2 separate regions of the Pan troglodytes genome follow, and region 1 is linked to region 2. Evidence: chromatin contacts called from public Hi-C data. All regions are on one chromosome and are shown on one strand. The core of a region is the stretch at or near the end of the contact, and the rest is flanking DNA. Distances in the headings are between cores, read along the strand shown.

What was found. A called contact is a pair of places that touch in the nucleus more often than the background predicts.
Region 1: a contact with region 2 is called in a Hi-C map of stem cell-derived neural progenitor cells, with 2.3 times the contacts expected there. The contact joins the promoter of LOC107972755 here to the enhancer-like site in region 2. A contact is called at or near these places in 1 of 7 Hi-C or Micro-C datasets (stem cell-derived neural progenitor cells) and 1 of 1 datasets of contacts at active chromatin or transcription factors (stem cell-derived excitatory neurons).

The regions. Positions count from the first base shown.
Region 1 is chrX:40,529,992-40,534,752 of NHGRI_mPanTro3-v2.0_pri, reverse strand. It overlaps LOC107972755 (actin nucleation-promoting factor WAS), which reads left to right and starts at 2,044. Exons shown (of 1, transcript XM_016947537.4): 1 at 2,044-4,761. The coding sequence starts at 2,565. The coding sequence ends at 3,662. The region is part of intron 1 of BCOR (BCL6 corepressor); the gene reads left to right.
Region 2 is chrX:40,027,667-40,032,003 of NHGRI_mPanTro3-v2.0_pri, reverse strand. No RefSeq gene overlaps it. Among named protein-coding and RNA genes, the nearest start is that of MIR3937, 57 kb to the left of the region's middle. Within about 2 kb of position 2,538, at least 2 of the 24 cell types and tissues checked have an H3K27ac peak or open chromatin away from gene starts, as enhancers often do. A contact at or near this core is called in stem cell-derived neural progenitor cells, where this site is marked.

The DNA.
Region 1 (4,761 bases), core at 795-3,294, 500 kb before region 2:
CCCGGTGGAGGCTTTGCGCTCGCCTCGCGGACTCGGCTCTGGCCGCCGCTCCCTCCCCTGGTCCAGGCCTCGCTTGGGAGTTAATGATTGATTTACTGGCTCCGCGCGGCCGGCGCCCTCCCAGCTATTTGTCCAAGGTGAGGAGTTGCTGGCGAGCAGCGCAGTAGGCCAAGAGAGCGGGGGTCGCCGGGGAAGGGAAGCCACGCTGCCGACGGGAAGGAGAGGCCACTAGATTAGCTCCCACTTGGCGGCTCTAGCTGTGTCGGGGCAAACCCTCAGGAAGCCGGGCCCGGGCGAAGGGAGCATTGGGAAGCTCCACATGTAAATGGGTTGGCAGCTGGCGATTAGGCCGCCCGATTTTATGAGTCATAATGGGCCTCCCGCCTGGCCCTCAACCTGCTCGCTGTGGATCCGGCGCGCTTGGGGCCCAAGTGGTGGACCATTCCGGCCGCGCAGAGGGACATGCTTCTGGGGGCCCAGGCCGCCGAAGGAGTTGAGAAGGACTTTCTCTCCTTTCTTGTAGAAGGCAACACAAACACCCTAAATCAAACCGCTCCGACAACCGAAGGCTCCACACAGACACATCAATAAGGATTTCGCCTCCCGCGTATGAACGCACAGAAACACTTGTCCTATTTTTATGCAAATGACACCACACAAATAGATCTCTCAGGCCCGGGAGAGGGGCGGGAGGAGGAGGGGCGCAGCCACCCCAGCCAGGGGGCTGTGAGAGGGGAGGGGCGCCAAACCCGCACCCCAGGGCCCACGCCGGCTCGGGCGCAGCGGGGCTGGCACTGGTCAGGCGGCCCGCCCCGCGGGCAGTGGCTCCCTGCCAGCGCCGCCAAGTCGGCCGCGTCCCCAGGCTGCCTGCAGAGGCGGATTAGGGAAGGAGCGAAGCGAGCCTGTGACTAATCGCGGGGCCTCGGACCGGAGCACCAAGGCCATGTGCGACTGACAGGACCGACACTAGCAGAGGACACGGCGACGCCTCGCTTAATTGCAGGCTTAAAAAATTGCCGCCTGAGCAGCTCTGGCGCGGAGAGCCACGGCTTGCGCGTCGAGCTAGGGAGCGCGCGCGCTTGGGTGGGGGCGGGGGTTCCTGCTCTCTCGCTCCAAGGTTGGAACGTTTGGCGTCTCCTGGACCGAGGGACCTGGCCCTTGCGTCCCCCACTCTGCTGGGTCGCCCCGCCCCGCGTGCCGACCAAGTGTGGCTGAGCCCGCCAGGAGAGTACGATCCAGCCTCCAGGGCTAGGTTTCTGACCCGACCCTTTCCCTCTAAAGCCGACGTTTCCCCGCTTTCGCCCTAGATCCTATACGGGAGGGGGCTGTGCAGTTGGGGGTGACAGATTCCAACAAATCCTAAAAATAAAAACCACACGCACGAAAGAAACACTTTCTCTTCCCTCCCCTTCCTTCTTCACCGACTGATACAAAGCCCCGAATGACCAAAGGGAAAGAGGTAAGTCGGGGCTGCAGGGAGCGAGGTCATCGAGTGCCAAAACCTCGGGGCTCACAGACACGCACTCTGGGTTCTTCACCCCTGGTCACAGTCTCTGTGGCCCAGACCTTCCTGGAGCACTGGGGCCTCTCGGGGGCGAAGGGAGAAGCGTCGGGAGGCCGGCGGCTCTGTGTTGGGGAGGGGGAGTGGGAGGGAGCGGAGAACCCAGCGAGAGAAGTTTCCACCACGCTCTGGCCGGCTGCTGCCAAAATCCCCGGACCCCTCCCCGCCTGCACCGCCTTCCGTTGCCACCACAAGTTTGGTTTAACGAGAGCTCGGGACAAAAGCAAACGTTTTCTATAGACCCCGAAAACAAAGGGGAAAGAGACGCGCGGGGCCGCGGAGAAGCGGCTGCTAGCGTAATGGTGCCAGGCCGAAAGCAGAGCATTAGAACTGCAAAAGCCGCGCGGGCGGGAGGAAGTGCGAGGCGGGAGGCGGGAGCGCGGGGAGGGCGGGAGGCGGGAGCGCGGGGAGGGCGGGAGGCGGGAGCGCGGGCGGGGGAGGGGCGCTGCGCCATGTTTCCGTGTCACCCGCCGAGTCGCCGGCGCTGGGCTCGGCCGCCGGCTCCCGCCTGCCTCCGTAACAGCAGAAAGCGTGCGATTAGCAGCCAGACAGGAGGGGACTCCGGGCCCGCGGGGCCGCCGCACACGCCGCCCGCGGCCCGAGCCCGCGCCCCCCCGCCCGCAGGGTAATCATCCTCCTCGCTGCAGCGCTGTGTGCACTCTCATTAGAGCAGGGAGGCTTTTCTCTGTGCACTCGCTCGGCTCCCGCTGGCAAAACAACGCCTTCCCCGGCCGGGCCCTGGGCCAGGAGAGTCGGGGAGGGTGGGACGGAGGTGGGGGGTGGGTGAGGCAGGGCAAGCCTTGCAGGTCAGCTCCGCCGCCCGATCTCCTTCGGACACGGAGGAGACGGGGAGCGTCCATTGGCCCTTCCCTAGGTGGAGTGGCAAAGTCCGAGCCCCGCAGCCGACCCTACGTCCCTACGTGGAGCGGGGCGGGTGGAGTACCGGTGCCGCCATGACCTACTCCTGTCCCCCGCCGGAGGCTAGAGTAGGGCTGAGGGGGAGATGAGTGTGTCTGGTTTGGAGAGCGGGGGCGGACACAGGGAAGGCTCCCAAAACAGGTTTTGCCCCATCTGTTTTATGAACGACCTCTTCAGGCCAGAAGCCGGATCCCAGGGGTGGCGGCCCTTCGACCTTCGAAAAGAGACCCAGGCCCCCAGCAGGCCCTCTGGCTTCGCGCTCTGTCGCCTGCAGTGGGTGGGAGATGGGGGTGGCCGAGGCTTGGCTGCTCCTGGCCCTGAGCTTCGGAGCCCTATTTTCTTCTCCGCGATCTCTGCACACAACAGTAGGCAGCCTCTCACAGCAGCACGCGCCCAGCTGCAGGGCCTGGGAGCAGGTGTTCCTGCCCGGCCGGAGTGGCGGCTCCGCGCCCCTCCCGTCCCAGCTGCGGAGCTGCGAGCGGTGCGGGGGGGCGTGCTTATGGTGGTAGCAGAGGGACAGGGACATCTCATCGGACCGCAGGAAGGGTCCTCCCGGCTTACACCGGGATACCGCAGGGCCCGGGTGGTCGCCTGGGGCGAGGAGGGATCAGGGGTGACGCGCGGCCAGCCCTCGTCTGGAACAGCCCTGGGGCCAGCGGAGGCCGCTCGGGGCGGCGCGAGGGCTTCCGGTCCCCGTGACTGCGGCGGCGGCGGCGGGGCGGCCGCGAGGAGCACCCTCCCCTGGCTGCTGCCGCCGCGCGGCTCTCGGAACGGCGCCCCAGGAGCCTCTCTGCGTCTGGCAGCGCCGCTTTCGGCTTGCGCTGGGATGGGGGCCGCAGGGTGGTCTCGGCCCAGCCCCCACGGGGAGGGGCGGGGAGGCGGGGTCCGCAGACCCCGCGGGAACGGCCGCGCGCCTCCCAGCCCCCCCTCCTCGCCGCCGCCGCCGCTGCTGCTGATATGGCGGGCACGTGAAGCGCAGCTCGGCGCCCCGGCGCCAGCCAGGGAGCGGCCTGCCCCGCCGACTCAGCTTACCCGCGGGCCCAGGAACGCGGAACCGAGCCTGGCCGGGCCCCGCGGAGCCCGCACCTCCGCCCCCAGCTCGCTGCGGCCCCGCACCCCCTCCCCGCCTGAGCCCGGCCTTGGGGCCGCGCCAGGCGGCTCGCCCGAGGGGAACTCGGGCTGACTAATGGGACGCGTGTGGGCCTTACGTGAGGCCCGGCTGTCAGCGGATGCCCGCTTGCTCGGAGCTTAGACCGCGGCCAAGCTTTTCGGGGAAGGGCGAGAGGAGGGGTTTCCCCGCTGGGCGGTTTCGGCTCCCCAGGGACAATCCGGCCGCGGCAGGCCCCAACCTTTGGATCTTGCAGCCTGGCCTGGAGACGGTAGACTTGGCATGTGCCGGACGCCACGGTGCCGACCCGGTCGGGGGCAGGGGGTGGGAGCCTCGGGGTTGTGGGCTGGGGGTGGGCAGAGGCTAGGTCAGCTTGGTCTGGGGCGCCCGCCTTGAGGTTTGCATTCTGGGGCTAGCCACTGGGCCGGGGGGAATTTGCAGGGCGCTCTGAGGTCGTGGAGTCTGATACCAAAACCTTCTTCGACAAAGTCTTCCGGAAACCCCTTCGCGAAATTCCTGTGAGGAAAGAAGGATTTCTAAAACTCCCCGAGGGTCCGGTTCGGCTGGGAGCTTTCGGGTTCTAGGGAGTGTGATTTCCTTTCTCTCCCTTTATAGGGGCCTATAAATATCAGAAGAGTTTCTTCTTATTTCGCATTAACAACCACTTCATGTTGACATAGTTATATGACCCTCCCAAGTATAACTACCTGTTTAGTTTGAAGGCACTGAGTGCGATGGCGAAACACAAACATCGACCAGTAACTAAGAGAAGGAAAACCCAGCCGCGAGCTTGGGTTGGATACAGGATAAATCCTCATCACGCATCCCTGGTTTTATTCAACCTAATTGCACTAGTAATCCTGCCCCCCGCGAGAAAGCCTGAAATCCTGCAGTCGAGGTGCGACTTTTCCTGGGGAGCCCCGCCAATGGGGGGTGGGTTGTCAGTGGAGGGGAGGTGGGTTTTAAATGTCACTTCCAAATGAAAATCTTTCTTTCTTTCTTTTCTTTTTCTCTTTTTCTTTTTTGATCCAGTTTTCGAAAAGAGCATTTTTGCGAGATAAGAAGTGACCGATCAAAATCGCTAAGGGGAGGTTGTAAGCAGCCGCTTTGCCCCAGCTTAGCGTTATCTTATCTCTCACACTTGCATGGCGGAAAAAAAAATTGGCTTATCTTT
Region 2 (4,337 bases), core at 1,289-3,788:
CCAACAGGAGCTCAGAATGCACAATAATCTTCACCAGACCCCAAAGGACAGCCCTCTGTGGTCACTCAAGTTGAAATCAAATTAAGTAACAACCACAACCAAAACCTTATTTTATTTTTTAATTTTCAAATCAATCAGCTGGGTTTTAGTGGTTGTATGGTACAGGCAAAGTTCTATCCTAGTCCTTAGGTGAAAAAGAAAGAACTCCGAGACATAGTCTTCAGTCTTGAGGGTTATAGTTTAGAATAAGCGGTTGGCAAATTATGATCCACAACACAAATCTGGCCAATAGCAGTGACAGAGACCATATGGCCCATGAAGCTGAAAATATTTATAATCTGGTCCTCTACAGAATAAGTTCACCAACTTTTGGTTTAGGAGACTAGGTGTGCAATTACAGTAGTCAGACACTAACTGCTGTAAAAAACAAATCCAAAATCTCAGTGGCTTAACACAGTATAGGATTCCTTCTTGTTCACGTCACACAAAAAGCAGGCTGGGGCTCTGTTCCATGGAGTCCTTCAGGGGCCCATTGTAGCTGAGGCTACTACATCCTTTCTCTGTTCTCCTTTTTCAGGCTGGGGCATCCCTCCTGCAGCTGCTGGAAATGCTAATTGCTCACAGCTGCATCATGATCCAGCTATTTGCCCTGAGTTGACAGCCACTCCACCCAGAGATGCCTGAGAAGATAGGCAGCCCTGGGGGCAGCCTGTAGGCAATGGTACAGGGGTACAAATGCCTGGCTCTTTGGTCTCAAGTGGATGCAACTCCTTGGAGCTACTCAAGCATCAGAGCTCCTGTGCTATCAGAGGCTGAACTTCATTTTAAACTACCTGTTTGCTTAGATTCTCCCTTTGCCTCATCCTGCTTCTCTCAGTCCTTGCAGCTTCTGCTGGGAACATTTTGCCATGAAATCCCTTGGGTAGAAACTCCTTAAGCTCTGCTTTTAGGGGGCTTGACTTAGCACATCAGTCTCCTATGGTGTTGTGCCTCTGCCATTTTCACTATATGCCTTCAAGACCAACCTGGCACATCATCCAACTAGCAGCAAAAGGGGAGAGAGAGAGAGAGAGAGGGAGAGGGAGAAAGAGAGAGAGAAGAAGAAGAAGAAGAAGGAGGAGGAGGAGGAGGAGGAGGAGGAGGAGGAGGAGGAGGAGAAGGAGGAGGAGAGGAGAGGAGAGGAGGGAAGAGGAGAGAAGAGACAAGAGAGAGAACGGAGAAGACACCCTGCCTCTTGAGTCCTTAATCCCTTTTGCTCATAGTTGATTGGTGAAAGCTGTTCTCTCATCAAGTTTAAAAGGAGCTTCAAAACTAGTTTGTGCGCCCAGGAAGAGGAAACAGTTTTGGTGAGCATCTACCAGTCTCTGCCCCAAGGCATCTGTCTGAAACAATTCCAGAGTAAAATCTCAGATCAAAATGACCCTGCAAGAGCAGGTCTCAAGGTAGGACATGATTTCTTTCTCAATGACTGGAAGAGCCATTGAGGGTCCCAGTTCCTCCAAGTATTCCTTTCCATGTTGATCTTCCTAACTCTTCTTTCAGGGCAGTGATCATCATAGAATCATCTTCCCAGAACCTAGCCAATAGAGGGAACTGAATAAATGTTTGGTTAATAAAACCACTGATCATCTGGGCAGTCCAGGGTATGGGATAGAATTTGCAATGACCTTGGAGTGGCAGAGCAGATTTGTAGACCTGTGGAAGGTGGGTAGGTGTCATCTCAAGCAGGGAAAATAATGGCAGGGGAGAGACCTGGTTTTCAAACATTGGCTCCCAACGTCAGAAGAGCCTTCGGGGAATAAATCCGGTCTTTTATGTCCCACATGTTCTTTCCCTGATGGGCTGCAGCCATATCTCCAAGGCCTCCAATAAAAAGCTCCCTCTGCTCTCACCAACACAGCTGCCTTGTCTGTTAGCAACTGTATGTTCTGATAGAATTAAAGTTTATCTCCCTCTCCGTCTCCCTCCTAAGGTTGTCTTGGTGGCCTTTCTCTCTGGTGCTGTGCTCCATATTCTTAGTCTGTTTTGGTCTCCTTGCCTGCTCATTAGTTTCTGAGTCTGGTTGTTTCTTGGCTTGATAATCAGTGGCCCCCTTGGCTGGGGCCCTGCCTGGCTCTCATTAGCAGTTGCAGTCCTTGTGGAGATCACAGGGAACCTCCAAAGAAGCCATATTTGTAAGTATCTGCTGGAAAGATAACAACAGCACCTTACAGAAGTGAACAGAACACAGTAATTAAAAACACCGCCTGGTCACCAATGATGGCTTGCCGTTCGTGAAACACATTAAGACAAGATTCAAAGGAGATTTGGATTTGTGTTGAGAGCCAGAGGGATAGCAAGGAGGTATGTGGGTTCTTAATGCAAACCAGGCACGTTGGGGTTAAATCTGGCATTATCTCCTTCAGGATCTTGTATTTAATTTTATTAAAAACTCTGCAAACATCATCTTATTTGTCAGAGACAACTCTCCATACTGTTCCTGATGTCTGGCACTATAATTTGCATGCTGGGGACCCGCCTGCATTTGCCTAACTCTTGGCAAAATGTTTCGAATGCCATTTTTGAAATTCCTGGTGAAAGAGTGCCTGCTGCCCTGGAGATGTCTCTTCTGGATATTCTTAGGAACAGAACAATAAACAAGGACGCTTGGAAGAAAAGGGGCAGCTTTCCCCGATTGCCAAGTGAAATACAACTTTGTTATTGAACTCTTCTGCTCTGCTTTTGGAAAAGCTGGGATTACATGTTCTTTTCTCCAGTGTATTAAAAAAAAGTAAGATATTGGCTTCAGATTAATCTGCAGAACTTTGAACTAAAATGAGGGTTCTTTCTCAAATACCACACTAGAAAACAACACAGCAGACTGCCAGGAGCCCCAGCAGGGGAAACCAGAAGGAACATGATGACGGTGTGGAGGAGCTTTACATGGGGATGCTTTCCCATTTCTCGAGTCTGGGTACCCCAACTGGCCCCCATCTGGCTGGCCAGAGATGGATCATTTTCCATGATGCCTTGTGGGACCATACGTGGCGCCTCACTTTCAATGTACTGCTTGGAGTGCCCGAAGAAGATTCAGATGCGAGTGCCCTCACTTGATCTCATCCATATGCTGACCTCTGAGCTATAGGTCATGGCTAAGGACTAAGCTAAAGGCCCAACTTGGTGTAGTTTTGAACCAAGCCGTCTGCCTGAAGGGGGTTTTGAGGAGAGAATGAGGGAGAAAAAAGACTCTGTCAAGTTGCATGCTTGTGAGTTATAATGCACTTCTTACTGTTCCCACCCAGGATGAGATCTGGTGGTGCAAGGCTTGTTCTGGGGCCATTTGATTGAGGAGTATCCTATGGAACAGCCTACAGGTGGTACTTGCTTGCCCTAAAGAAAAACCCTGGAAAATCACCATCCACCCATCTCACTTCCCCACTCTACAAAAGTAACACATCCATCAGTGAGCCTCTGTCTTTTGTTGGTTGAGGCAGTGGGCTGTGGGACTCTGGATGGCTGGTGCCAGCTTTCAAGGGCTACTTGCAGCCCGGCTGTTGGACATCTCCCTCTGGCCTTTTTCAGCTCTTTGTGAATCCCCTGCCAGCCTTTTCTTTCTCCCCAGTGATGCCTGTGCTCGTCAGCCCCCTCCAATGGAGTGAATATATGAGAAGACAGGAGTCAGCGGGGGTTCAGAAGGCTGGGAGAATGGAGGGATGAGCCAACCAGCCACATAGAGAAGGAAGCTTTGGATCACATGCCTTCATTTCTTCCCTTCCAGCCTCCCTCCTCCCCGCCAGTGGCAGGGTGGCAACATTCTTAATGATAATTTTTAAAAAGTGCCAGGCCTCTGCTCATTTGCAAATCATCATGTCTAATTTGCATAACAGATCCGGGAGGCCCTAACTCTGCATATGGAAAATGGAATACAGTATAAATAAGATAAATGGATTAGGTCAGCTGACTGCATCTGTAGCCACGGACGACCCACGGGCCCAGCGCACACGAACTACAGAGGAGGTTTGTCAATCAGGCAATTTATTTTGATCCTGGAAGTAGAGAAGCAGGATGTGCGCACACACTCCCACACAGGCTCACCGGCAATCCCTGCTGGGAAATAGGCCATCAGGCAGTCCCTGCGCTGGGCTGGTGTGGCCTCTAAGCCCCCAGTAGAGGGGAGGGGAAGCTTCTGGAGACCACCTGCATTCAAGGCCTCCCTGTCAGAGAGAAGGTTTTGCCTGCAGACTGTGGGTGGTCAATCAAAAGCCAGTCTCCTTGAACTTGCTGACTCAGTGACCAGCAGCTGAAAGGGTGGAGGGAACAGTTGCCAGCAGGCGGGGGGGGTGGGTGGGGAGGGGGGC